Linked DNA regions of Capra hircus: region 1 is linked to region 2. The links are chromatin contacts, called in public Hi-C maps. All regions are on one chromosome and are shown on one strand. Each heading gives the region's core, a stretch centred on a gene start, on an enhancer-like site or on the middle of the called end of the contact. The rest is flanking DNA. Distances are from core to core; before and after follow the strand shown. Region 1 overlaps DOPEY2 (protein dopey-2). Region 2 holds the start of CBR3 (carbonyl reductase [NADPH] 3).

Evidence for each region. A called contact is a pair of places that touch in the nucleus more often than the background predicts.
Region 1: a contact with region 2 is called in a Hi-C map of blood, with 3 times the contacts expected there. The contact joins the enhancer-like site here to the promoter of CBR3 in region 2. A contact is called at or near these places in 4 of 5 Hi-C or Micro-C datasets (blood and liver).

The regions. Positions count from the first base shown.
Region 1 is chr1:148,378,784-148,384,945 of ARS1.2, forward strand. DOPEY2 (protein dopey-2) reads left to right here. Exons shown (of 37, transcript XM_018052737.1): 5 at 3,915-4,104. Among named protein-coding and RNA genes, the nearest start is that of DOPEY2, 41 kb to the left of the region's middle. Within about 2 kb of position 4,013, at least 1 of the 5 cell types and tissues checked has an H3K27ac peak or open chromatin away from gene starts, as enhancers often do.
Region 2 is chr1:148,317,998-148,324,622 of ARS1.2, forward strand. CBR3 (carbonyl reductase [NADPH] 3) reads left to right here and starts at 4,917. Exons shown (of 3, transcript XM_018052701.1): 1 at 4,917-5,390. The coding sequence starts at 5,102.

The sequences.
Region 1 (6,162 bases), core at 2,763-5,262, 60 kb after region 2:
ATCTTCATTGGCCCCTCTTCTGGCCAAGGCCAGCACCACGCTGATGAAGCCCTGCTGGTCCTAGAGTTTTCTCCCCCTTGATCATTCGCTAAGTCGCGTTCAACTTTTTCAACTCCAACCCCACAAACTGCAGCACACCAGGCCTTCCTGTCCCTCACTATCTTCCAGAGTTGGCCCAAGTTTACATCCGTTGAATCGGTGATGCCATCCAATCATCTCATCCTCTGCTGCCCTCTTCTCTTCGCCCTTCAGTCTTTCCCAGCATCAGGGTCTTTTTCAGTGAGCCAGCTGTTCGCATCAGGTGGCCAAAGTGTTGCAGCTTCAATGTCAGCATCAGTCCTTCCACTGAGTATTCAGGGTTGATTTTCCCCTTCTCCCGTGTTTACTTGATGTGATGTTGCAGGGCGCTGTTGTTATTGCCCTGCTGGTTCAGATGGTCACAGCCCCAGGCTGTTTGGTCTCATGATAGTTCAGCTTCCACGAGGGTCCATTCAGCAAGTGACCACGTGGCCAGAGTCAGGAAGTGCCCAGGGCCCACGGCACACAGCCCGCCTTCCTCACTGGCTGTCAGCTGGGTAGAAGAGTGTGTGGCAATTTCGTAGGAATGAGCTTGTGTTCACGGAGGACAGGAAGCAGCAGCTAAGGTGACTGAGGAAGGGGTTAGGGGATGGTGTATGTGTTTGGTTTTATTAACTGTCTATTTTAAATACAGAAGATTTCCATTCTGGATGCTAAACTGTGCACACTTATTTTGGAACTTCACAGTTAAGGTGATAAGTGAATAATTCTTTAGTAGACAGTTAATTAGCCTTCCCCCTCGCCCCCCCCCCCCCCGAAAGCTCAGTTAGTAAAGAATCCACCCGAAATGCAGGAGACTCCGGTTCGATATGTGGGTTGGGAAGATCTGCTGGAGAAGGGATAGGCTGCCCACTCCAGTATTCTTGGGCTTCCTCTGTGGCTCAGCTGGTAAAGAATCTGCCTGCAATGTGGGAGACCTGGGTTTGATCCCTGGGTCGGGAAGATCCCCTGGAGAAGGAAAAGGCTACCCACTCCAGTATTCTGGCCTGGAGAATTCCATGGATACAGTCCATGGGGTCGCAAAGAGTCGGACACGACTGAGTGACTTTGACTTCAGCTTTTAACCCCAGTTATCGTGCTCTTTACTTTGCTCTCCATAGAAGTTTTGTTTAGTTGCTCAGTCATGTCTAACACTTTTATGACACCATGGACTGTAGCCCTCTAGCCTCCTGTCCATGGGATTCTCCAGGCAAGAATACTGGAGTGGGTTGTCATTCCCTTCTCCAGGGGATCTTCCTGACCCAGGGATCAAATCTGCCTCTCCTGCATTGGCAGGCAGATTCTTTACCACTAGCACCACCTAGGAAACCCCCCTCCACGGCAGAGTCCTTTCATAATTGCTTGTTTTTCTAACCTGTAACATTATTTCAATTTTTAATATCCATTCATTTTTAAGGTAAAATTTTTATTTTTATATTAAACTGCTGCTTTAATGTGAAAGTCATTCAGTCTTGTCTGACTCTTTGCGAGCCCATAGACTGTACAGTCCATGGGATTGTCCAGGCCAGAATACTGGAGTGGGTAGCCTTTCCCTTCTCTGGGGGATCTTCCCAACCCAGGGATTGAACCCAGGTCTCCCGCATTGCAGGTGGGTTCTTTACCAGCTGAGCCACAAGGGAAGCCCGTTTAATAAAGAAAACTGGGCAGTGTTCTCTGAATGTTGAAGACGGGATAGTGTAAGTGGCATTCCCCAGGCTCTCAGACGGTGGAACCCCCTCTATGGTGGCCACTGTTCCCTGAAACATGCTTTGGGGATACGCTTTTGTAAGCAAGGGGCAGGAGACAGCAGTGTCCATGCTGTAGTGTTTGTGATGGGTTTTAGCTTGGCGTTGGTCTTGTGTGATAGGGACCCTGGAGAGCTCTCCAGGGGCTTCCTGGATTAATCTGCTGCTGTGGGAATCTCTTCCTAGCTCAGGACCATCCTGTGTGTCCACTGTGTCCACAGGGACCCATCTGCCCAGCTTACCGCAACTGCAGCTGCTGAATGGTGCTTCTACCCCAAACTAGCGCTTTTGGTGGTTTTCAGAGCTCAGCAGAGAGAAGCTGTATTAGTTGGCTCAGCCCTGACAGAAGGCTGATCAATACCTTTAGCCACTAAACCATTCTGTGTCCTTCTAAGCATTTGGCTGTTACTGATGCTTCTTCATGTTTTTTCCTCTGCGTCATTTGCTACGGGTATGTTATGAGTCGAAAAGGTTCATGCTAGGGTTAAGGAAAACAGAATTAATTTTTGATGTTGAAAGGTAGTAGACTTTTTTTGTACGAAATGTTTAAATATATACTGGGCAAGCTGAACTTGGGCAAACTCCGGGAGATGGTGAGGGACAGGGAGGCCTGGTGTGCTGCGGTCAGTGGGGTCACAAAGAGTCGGACGTGACTTAGCGGCTGAACAACCAGAGCAAGCTGCACGCAGCGTGGGTCACAGTGAAGTGGAGAGAGTGGCATTCATCTGACAGTCTTCTGGAGGGCCAGCTGCATGTCATACGCCCATCTGGGCACTGGGGATGGTCAGCTAGGAGAACAGACCCATGATGAGTGTATATTCAAGAGACGCTCGCGTAGTTTCACCCCTTTTCTCCGCCACGGCTGAGAGATGACATGCACAGGGCTTTCATTCGTCCCAGGCTCCACTGCCAAGAAGTAGACACAGGATTGTTGATTCCAGAACGCCACTGCTTTATTCTGGGCTTGTCGTCCTGTCTTTTTCCCACCCCACCCCCCGCCGTGGTCGATGCAAATAGGAAGCATATGAAAGATGGACTCATTTTAGATTTCAAGTCAGACCCCCTCCTGAAGTGAAATCCCTTCGTGGGAGCTGCCTCCGCGGTAATAAGTGCCGTCACCGGGCCCACAAGCTGTGTTTTCACAGTTGGTGGGAAAGGGCCCCGCTAGACGCAGATACTCCCCAAGCGGAGAGGGGCCTGCCTCGGTCTGTGTCGGTGGAAAAACAAGCTCACGCCCCCCAATGCTGCTGCTGTCCGAGGAGGTCCATCCAAGTGCTGATGCGATGTCACGGCATCCCAGGTAAAGATGAGACCTGGATCCAGGCAGGTGGTCCACAGGAGTGCTTCCTGCTGTGGCAGTCGAGGTGTGGAGGTGCTGGGGGCAGAGTGTCGGGAAACGGCCCCAGACCTTCTAGACTGTGCCATGGGGTGGGAGGCCCAGGCAACACCTGTCCCCAGTATTTCTGAAGCCCAGTGTCAGGGGCTCAGGTCAGGGATGTCTTTATCACTGAGTGAGTGACAGTCCCTAAGTCGTGTCCGACTCTTTGTGACCCCATGGACTGTAGCCCGCCAGGCTCTTGTGTCGATGGGATTCTCCAGGCAGGACTACTGGAGTGGTTTCCCATTTCCTTCTCCAGGGGATCTTCCCCACCCAGGGATTAAACACAAGTCTCCTGCATTGCAGCCGGATTCTTTACCATCTGAGCCACTACGGAAGTCTTTATCATTACTTTGATCTTTAATCAGTCGTGTCAGCCTTTTGCTTTTTCCGCACATTAATGACTCCTCGTGCTTTTATACAGGGAAGCCGATCTGCTCATCTCCTTGGGGCAGTGGGCCCACCTCCCACAAGCACAGTGACATCTGTGGTGAGGCCAGAGGTGGAGACGGATCTCTGTGCCCCGAGGGGGACACAACCGGTCAGACGCTGCCCCTCAGCTAAGACGTGGCCCGTCTCGGTGACACGTTTGTCCTAGAAAATTCAGTTTTCAGTGCCAGCTGGCGGATGGACAGACAGACACCGAAGGGGCAGACGGCGGCGGCTCAGAATGAGGGAGGTGGTGTTTCCCTGGCCTGCGGGGATCGCCCTGACGCTGTGCTCTCCCGTCCTAGGACGGACGCGCTGCTCCTGAGGCTGTCCCTGGTGGTCGGCAGGGAGGTCTTCTACGCTGCCCTCTGGGGGAGTATCCTGGCCAGCCCGTCCATCCGGCTGCCCGCCTCGCTCTTCGTGGTGGGCCACATCAACCGGGGCGCGCCCGGCCGGGAGCAGAAGTACATGCTGGGGACTGACTACCAGCTCACGGTGGGTGCCCCGGGCCTGGTGGGGGGCGGGGCTGGGGTGGAGTGAGGGCGGGTGGGCACAGCAGGATGTGGAGGTGTTTGGAGAGACTGAGCAGGTGAGGAGGCGGCATCGCTGTGCAGCCCACATGGGGACGTGGTCGTGGTCTCTGACACCTGCATCACGCGTGTGTTCACACGTGCTACTCACACCTGAGCAGGGCCCTTCAGCAATACAGGTGGCTCCTGAGAGCCCTCAGCTGGGGGTTTGCTGTTGAGTCGCAGCCGTGTTTTCAGCCCCCGCCCCCGCTACCTCCATCACACTGACCACTGACCACCGCCCGCAAATAGGCTCCCACCTCCGGCTCCTGCCATCCTCCTGTGTGCCCTCCTCTCCCTCTGGCTGCTCACACACCTAGGTTGTCCAGGTTCCTCAGGGGTCTGTCCCCAGGCCTTCTTCCCTGGAGGTGACCTGCCTTCTCATGACCTTGAAAACTGGGAATTTCTCAGATCTGTTGTCTTTTTCTCCCCAAACTTCTCCAGTTCTCCAGGCCAGAATACTGCAGTGGGTAGCCTTTCCCTTCTCCAGGGGATCTCCCAACCAAGGGATGGAACCCAGATCTCCCAAATGGCAGATGGAGCCACCAGGGAAGCCCAAGAATTGTGGAGTGGGTAGCTGATCCCTTCTCCAGGGATCTTCTCGACCCAGGAATGGAACTGGGGTCTCTTGCCTTGCAGGCAGATTCTTTACCAACTGAGCTATCAGGGGAACACTCCCAAACTTCAGTTCAGTTCAGTTCAGTCGTTCAGTTGTGTCCGACTCTTTGAGACCCCATGGACTGCAGCACGTCAGGCTCCCCTGTCCATGACCAACTCCCAGAGCTTGCTCAAACTCATGTCCATCGAGTTAGTGATGCCAGCCAACCATCTAATTCTCTGTCATCCCCTTCTCCTCCAGCCTTCAATCTTTCCCAGCATCAGGGTCTTTTCCAGTGAGTCAGTCAGTTCTTCGCATCAGGTGGCCAAAGTATTGGAGTTTCAGCTTCAGCGTCAGTCCTTGCAATGAATATTCAGATCTGATTTCCTTTAGGATGGACTGATTGGATCTCCCTGAAGTCCAAGGGACTCTCAAGAGTCTTCTCTAATACCACAGTTCAAAAACATCAATTTCCGCTCTGAGTCAAATCAGTTCTCCCAAACTTAAGGCTTGTTTGATGGCTTGCAGTCTATCGCCACCTAGTGGTGGATCTTGCTTCAAACTGAAAACGTTCAAAGCTGATTTCATCGTTAAGAAAGTGGGCAGCGATTCCTTACCCCGCTGAATCCATTCCTCTTTGCACCGTGGAAGTAATAGATCTCCAAGGAAAAGAGTGATGAAGGGACGTCGTCCAGTGCTTAGGACAGAGGAGACCCTCACAGACACACTCCCTCCTCTGCCCCGTCAGCACCGCTGCGTCTCTTCCTCTGTTTTCACCTCCCTGCTTCGTCTCCTTCGGTCTTGTTCCCGGACCACCATGTAATTTTCTAACTGATTTCTCCCCATCTCTTCCCTCTCCCATCCAGTGCTTTTTTGGTTGCTGTGAGACTTCACTTGCTGAAGCATAACATTGCTTAGATCTTTTCTGTGCTTGAAAAATTACCTGCTGCCAGCAAATAAAGTCCATCCTCAGGAGTGCCCTGGTGGTCTGCTCCCAGTCGCCCAGAGGCCTGACTCTTTCCTCCTGGCCATCTGCGCTCCCAGAGCTCGCCGCCCCTCCTGGCCTGGCAAGTCTGTGATGCCGTCTTTGCTTGAGCTGGTCCCTCCCTCGTCCTGCGCTCACTGCCCGTCTCTTCTCTCCCATCTCAGCGTCTGTCCTGCCTGTCTTTCAAGCTCAGCTTCCCCATAAAGCTTCGCTGTTCCCCTCCCCGACCCCCCCCCCCCCCACCGATGAAAGATCTCGCCCTCTCCTCTTCCCGGTTCTCACAGCTTTTTGTTAAAACTCTTCTTACGGCTGGTTTTCTATCGGGCAGCTGTAGCACATCTGTCTGCACTCAGAAAGGATCCTCAAAATCCGCATTGAATTGGTTTGGAGTCCATTTGGCT
Region 2 (6,625 bases), core at 3,667-6,166:
TCTAAGGAAGGATGAGAGACTGGGTTTCCTGTCTCCATCTCTGCCTATGAGATCATCTGCCTCCAGTAAAGAAATGTGGTTGAGACATGACTGCCTGGTTCCAATCTTGTCATACAGGAGGAGTGTAAGATGACCATCTGTCTCCCCTGGTAGAGAGTATAATAACCGCAGACATTCAGTGTCCCCACTTGCCATGACTGCTCTAAGCACTTTTGTAGTATTAACTCATGTCATCCTGACCACAGTTATAAGAGGAAAGCACCATAATTATTCCCATTTTACAAAGGAGCAAACTGAGGCATGGAGACATTGAGAGCCTACCCCCAAGGAGCTGCTAAGGAGCTGAACTGGGAGCAGCTCCGTGCAGGCTCCCCCTGCCTGTTGACTCCAGTTCACATGTCTGGGACCTAACAGGTGCTCGCATATTCACTGGAGGATGCGGATGAATGAATGCTGTAGACAGTCCGTGCCCAGGTGACGACACACCTTGTGAAGGACAAGAACCCTGAACAGATCATGTTGCTGGCATATCATGTCACTTTGGTTTGAACCCTAATGATTTAGGAAATACAGAAGAACCCACCAAGCAAGAGCAAAGTCAGTTTAAATGGAATCACAATTATACATAAAAAAACCCAGAACCTATAACTTCTGACCAGGTGTGCAGGGTGGTTTAGATGGTGGGAATTTGGATCCGGCACAATAGCCTACACATCACTTTTGCTCAGATCCGCCAACCAGGTCATGAGTCAGAGGGTGTCCTGCAGCTTTTTCCCTTTAATTCATTTCTCCTCCACCCTTAGAAAGGTATCCAAGTGTTTTTTTTTTTTTTTTCAAAACCAGGATTTTTCTTAAGATTTGTTCACAATTCAAATCCTTAACTAGGTGTAAGTGAAGGGTGTTTCACTCCATCCAGAAGATAAGGGAAGAATCGTCCATTTTAAGTGTATATTTTCTGAATGCTGCTGTAATAAATTACCGCACATTTAATGTTTTAAAGCAACACAAATTAATCAACTTACAATTTTGGAGGTTGGTAGCCCTAAAAATCAACATGTCAACAGAGCTGTGTTCTGTCTGAAGCCTCTAGAGGAGAACCCACCTCCTTGCTTCCTACAAGTTCTGGAGGTTACCTGCGTCCCTGGGTCTTCACCATCTTCAAAGCCAGCAATGCAATCATCGTCAAATCAGTCTTCCTCCAGGCCTCTCCTGGCTTTCATCTCACATCTCCTTGTGCCTCTGACCTGCCTGCCTGCCTCTCATAAGGAGATTTGGGATTACATTGGGCCCACCAAGAAAGTTCAGGGATATCATCTCATCTCAAGATCCTCAATTTAATCACGTTTGCAAAGTCCCTTTTTCCATACAAAGGGACATCCACAGGTTCTGTGATTAGGACCTGATGTCTAGGAAGGGGGAGGGGACAATCACCTGTGCCATTTCCAAACTCTGTCTCCTCTTTTCTCTCAAAATCTTCAGCTCTTTTTTGAAGATTGTGTCACTTTTAACCAATTAAAATTCCTATTATGTAACCCAGTGATTCCTAAAGTTTGCTACACATTGGAATCAGCTTTTGAAACTGCCAGTGCTTGGGTTACACCCAAACGCAATTAAATCACAATGTCTGGGGAAAGAGCCAGACATCAGAATTTTTTTTTTAAATAAGATCCCCAAGGAATTCTAACATGAAAAACTGGAAATGACTGCTATAAGTAACGTGTGTGCATGTGTGCATTTGTGCATGCATGCTCAGTAGTGTCTGACTCTTTGTGACTCCATGAACTGTAGCCCACCAGGCTCCTCTCTCCATGGAATTTTCCAGGCTGAACACAGGAGTGGCATGCCATTTCTTATTCCAGGGGATCTTCCTGACCCAGGGATCGAACCCCCTCATCTTATGTCTCCTGCACCGCCAGGCAGCTTCCTTACCACTGCACCACCTGGGAAGCCCCCTACTATGAGCAACAAACTCTCCCCAAACCACCCCAGACTCCCTTTCATTGACCTGCTACATAATTTGAGGCCTAGTGCGAAATGAAGATGTGGGAACCCTTGTTTCTTTAAAAGAAAAAAAAAAAGTCTTAGGACAGAAACAGCCAAAGGCACAGACCTTGAGGCCAGCACATTATTCAGTGTTTTCTTCCCTCCACACTTGTCCTCCTTTCTGAGGAACTCAGTAGACATGTGACGGTTCCATCCAGTATCTGGCTTCCCAGTTCCTTGACTTCTAAACACCAACACAAGTGCCCCTGCCCTCTTCACCTGGTTCATCTGTACAACCCCTGAGATCTCAGTCTCAAAGCATCCCACGCTGACCCCCAGGACGCAGCTTGGCTCCAGTCTACAAGCTTGCCTCCAGGGAGGTCCTGTCCTCAGAGGCCTCTGTTCCGTCAGCCCTACTGTTCTTCACTTACTATGAGTCTCCAAACCTCTGGTGTCCTCTCCTCTCTCCTCAGAGGCCATAGCCCTACACTACACCCCTTGCCTTGCAAACATCTCTCGCTGTGTTATGTGAGCCTGGTGAAACACCAGCTATCCAGCTTTGCAGCTGCACGAGTGGGTGGACGGTGCCAGGAGGAAATTGACATTTATGACCACAGGTCTCAAATGGGCCCCCAACTCTGCTCATCAATGCTGCCTAATTCCCTAATAAATTTACTTTCCTGTTCTGCAAGATGGCTACACTTTCCTCAAGTCTCCCCAAAGAATCCTTCTTGTTAATGATCTCAAATCATTCATCCCTAAAAGGGAAAATAGTGCCCCCAGGAGAGCCACCCAACATCCTACCACTAGACCCACACGCACAGCCTGCCCTGTCACAGGAGGTGTCCTGATTCCAAGGCCAGGCCCCCGTCTGAGCCCTAGGACCCATCTGCACTCACCTTCCCACACATTTTGTTCTTGAATTATTCGCTTTGTCTCCGTCACCTATTTTTACCTCTTTTTGAAATAATTCCTATTGCATAAAAATGTTTTCCTCTCTCTCTCTCCTAGCTTTAAAAAACTCCTTTAAAAGAATTCAAGTCATACAAAACATATTCTCCATCTACAACAGAATTAAGAAATCAGTAACAGCAAGGTATCTGGAAAATCCCCAAGCAGCTGGAAGCTTAAAAAAATACTTCTAAATACCCTTGGTCAAAGAATATATCAAAAAGTAAATTAGAAGTTACCTATTTTATTTTTATTTTTTTGGCTGCACAGCACAGTTTATGGAATCTTAGTTCCCCAACCAGGGATTGAACCTGGGCCCTTGGTAGTGAAAGCACAGAGTCCTAACCACTGGACTGCCAGGAAATTCTAGAATTATTTTAAACTGGTTGAAAGTGAAGGCACAATGTATCAGTGTTTATGGGATGGCACTAACATAGTATTAAAAGGGAAATTAATAACCCTTAATGTCTATATTAGAAAAGAAGAAAGATTTCAAATCCATGATCTCAGCTTCCATAGTTAAGACTCAAAAAACAAAACAAACGAAAAGAAGCACAACACAAACCAACTAGGAAAATGAGCCAATAAAACCCCAAATGAGAAGAGAAGAAATAAACGTTAGAAAAGAAATATAACAAGAAAAAATGGAGAAAAATATCAATGAAATCAAAAGCTTCTTCCTGAAGTAAATGAACAGTTCTAACCAGACAGATCAGGAAAAAAAAAATGAAAGACAGAAATTGCCAATATCAGGAGTGAGAGAAGTGGCATTGCTATGGATATTACAAGGATTAATACAGGCATATTATCAATGACTTCATGACAGTATCAATAACATAGATAAAATATACAAATATTTTGGAAAACGTGAATTAAGCTCTCAAGAAGAAGTAGAAAACCTAAATAGCCTTACATTTTGAAAAGAGAGATCCAAATAATCTTTAGGGGAAAAAAGAAAATAATTGCTGAGCCACAGCAGGTGCCCACCTTCCTGACCTCACTTGTTGATTTGATGAAGAAAGTGCTGTCAAGGTGACAGGCTTGGGTAGCTCAGCCAAGCTGTGCTTGAGAAAAGCTCAGTCATGAAATCACTGCTCTCCATAAATCTGAAAGTCACCAATTGAATGCACTCAGATCACACTAAAAAGAGTGGGTTGAAGAGTCCTAATTACTTGTCCACACTGTGACACACCTTTAGAGATTCATTTTCAGTTAAATTTTGTGGGCACAGAGATTTCACTGGGAGAAATTATATATATACATATATATACAAATGTATATCCTAATTGTTGTTTAGCTGCTAAGCCTTTTTCGACTCTTTGAGAGTCCACGGGACTGTAGCCCGCCGGGCTCCTTTGTCCACGGGATTTCCCAGCAAGAATATTGGAGTGGGTTGCCATTTCCTTCTCCAGGGGAGACACTTAGCACCCACAGGAGTTATGCAAGATGAATAAAAACATTCCGGCAAGACGCTCGGCACACAGTGGGAGTTTCATAAACACTCTCGCCCACTTGGGGGCGCACTGGGATCCCACAGAGCTGGGTACCCGGCCCACACCTGGAAATCTGTTCTTGGGACCTTTTTTCTCTCATTCCCTCTTTTGAGTTTCTCTGAAGCAAGGAATGGGATCGAGGTCTTGAGAAGCAGGTACCGTGTCGAAATCATTTCACTGTATTCAAGAAAAAAGCAAGTATCCTCATTTTGCAGAAGATGACAGGCGCATGCCCAAGAAAATTGTCAACACTTGTTTTTCTCCTTTGGGGTTTCTCCTGCGATAGTTTCTTCATTCAGACTGCGGTAAATCTTCAGACCCTTTCGACTCACCACTGTCTGGTTTATGTTTTAGGGGAAGCCTCTCTCCACCCCCGTAGACCACCGCTTGGCTCAGTTGTGGCTCAGAGGCGGGATCAACAGTGGGCGCCTCGCGGGGAGGGGGCGGACCCGGGAATGGGGCGTTACAAAACATTCAAGAACAGACCGCCCCTCCTAGGAGGGGAGGGATCGAGGACCGGAGGCTCTTTCTCTACAAGTCACAGCGCTGGAGCCTAGAACCCAGTTCTTCCTGGCTTCTCAGACTGTGGACCGGCCTCCGCAGCGCGCGCCGCCGGTGGCCCACGGCCCGGATCGCTCTCCACCCAAGGGCCCCGCGCTCCCTGCACACCGGCCATGTCGTCCTACACCCGCGTGGCGCTGGTCACCGGGGCCAACAAGGGCATCGGCTTTGCCATCGCACGCGACCTGTGCCGGGAGTTCCCGGGGGACGTGGTGCTCACGGCGCGGGACGAGGCGCGGGGTCGGGCGGCCGTGCAGCAGCTGCAGGCGGAGGGCCTGAGCCCTCGTTTCCACCAGTTGGACATCGACGACCTGCAGAGCATCCGCGCCCTGCGCGACTTCCTGCGCAAGGAGTACGGGGGGCTCAACGTGCTGGTCAACAACGCGGGCATTGCCTTCAACAGTAGGTGAAGGGGTGGGTGGGAGGTCTCCGGCTCTCCGAGGGCGCCCCGCGACGAAATGCACGCGCCCCTGCCCCCACACATCCACTGGAGTGATCGGAAAGGGAGCGCCCGCCCCTCGGGATGCGCTCGGCTCTCGCCTCCCACGGCTGGTGCTCGCTTCCCACGGAGTCGCGGGAGCGGTTCGTTTCGCTCGAGAGCAGCCGCGGTGCCGGGCACAGCGTGCCAAGCGTGCCCCGCCTGCCCGCCGGCCTGTGCGGGCCTGTGCGCCACAGTGCGCCACCCGGGACCCTCCCAGAACCGTCAGCTGCTGAGTTTTGCAAGAGTCGGTCTCCGGGGAGGGGACCACGCCCTGCTAAGCTCATCAGCTTTCTAATGCCAGAAACATTTGCTCTGCGAAGGGTCTCCAAGCTCTCTTTGGGCTTTCGCTTTCCCTCAAAGAGCGCATTCATAGACACCAGGAGGCATCTGCTCGGGACAGGAAGTGAGTCTCGGAGACACGGATTAGCGCGCATATGCACGCTAGTGGACTTGGGTCTCTAACGCAGGGCTTTGATAGGCTCTGGCAAAAAGGAAGCGAGTGTGGTTCCCACCCCCAGGGAAGCTCCGCTTGTTATCAAACATAGAAGGTTTGTTCTGGGTTTTTCTTTTTTTAAGGGTGGTTTTAAGCAGCATCCTTCTTTGGAGAGGGGCAGGGAGATGGAAATTACTTGCTCCATGACTCGAATAAGAAAGTTATTGATCTGCCTTGTGCTGCGGGTAGAAAATAAAAGGCTGGCCTCACTTACAACCTAATGGGAAAGAGAAATCTAAGAGGCCGAGCGGAGGAAAAGGAAGCATTGTGAAGCCTAAGTCTTCATCTCCCTCGGCTTTGGGCGTTGGGCCGCCCGGGGCACCCGTTGGGGCAACTCAGGCTGCCGGGCTTTCTGCGCGCTCAGGCGGGGAGTTGGCGGACACCCCCTCGGAGCGCACAGCTGAGGGATGGGTGGACAACACATGGGGGGTACACTGACCTCATCTGGCAATCCTCGCCCCTCAGAGTTTTGACCCTCGACCAGCAGTACCTGCGACTCTGGGAACTGCGGGAATCGCAGAATTGCCAGCCTCAGCCCCACACCTGCTGAACTGTAATCTGCATTTTAGCAGAATCGCCAGGTGCTTCCTCCTATGCCCTTTCAAGATGGGTTTGGCCACTGCTGCTCCAAGTGTGGCTCACAAGCCCGTAGTTGAAGCGTCA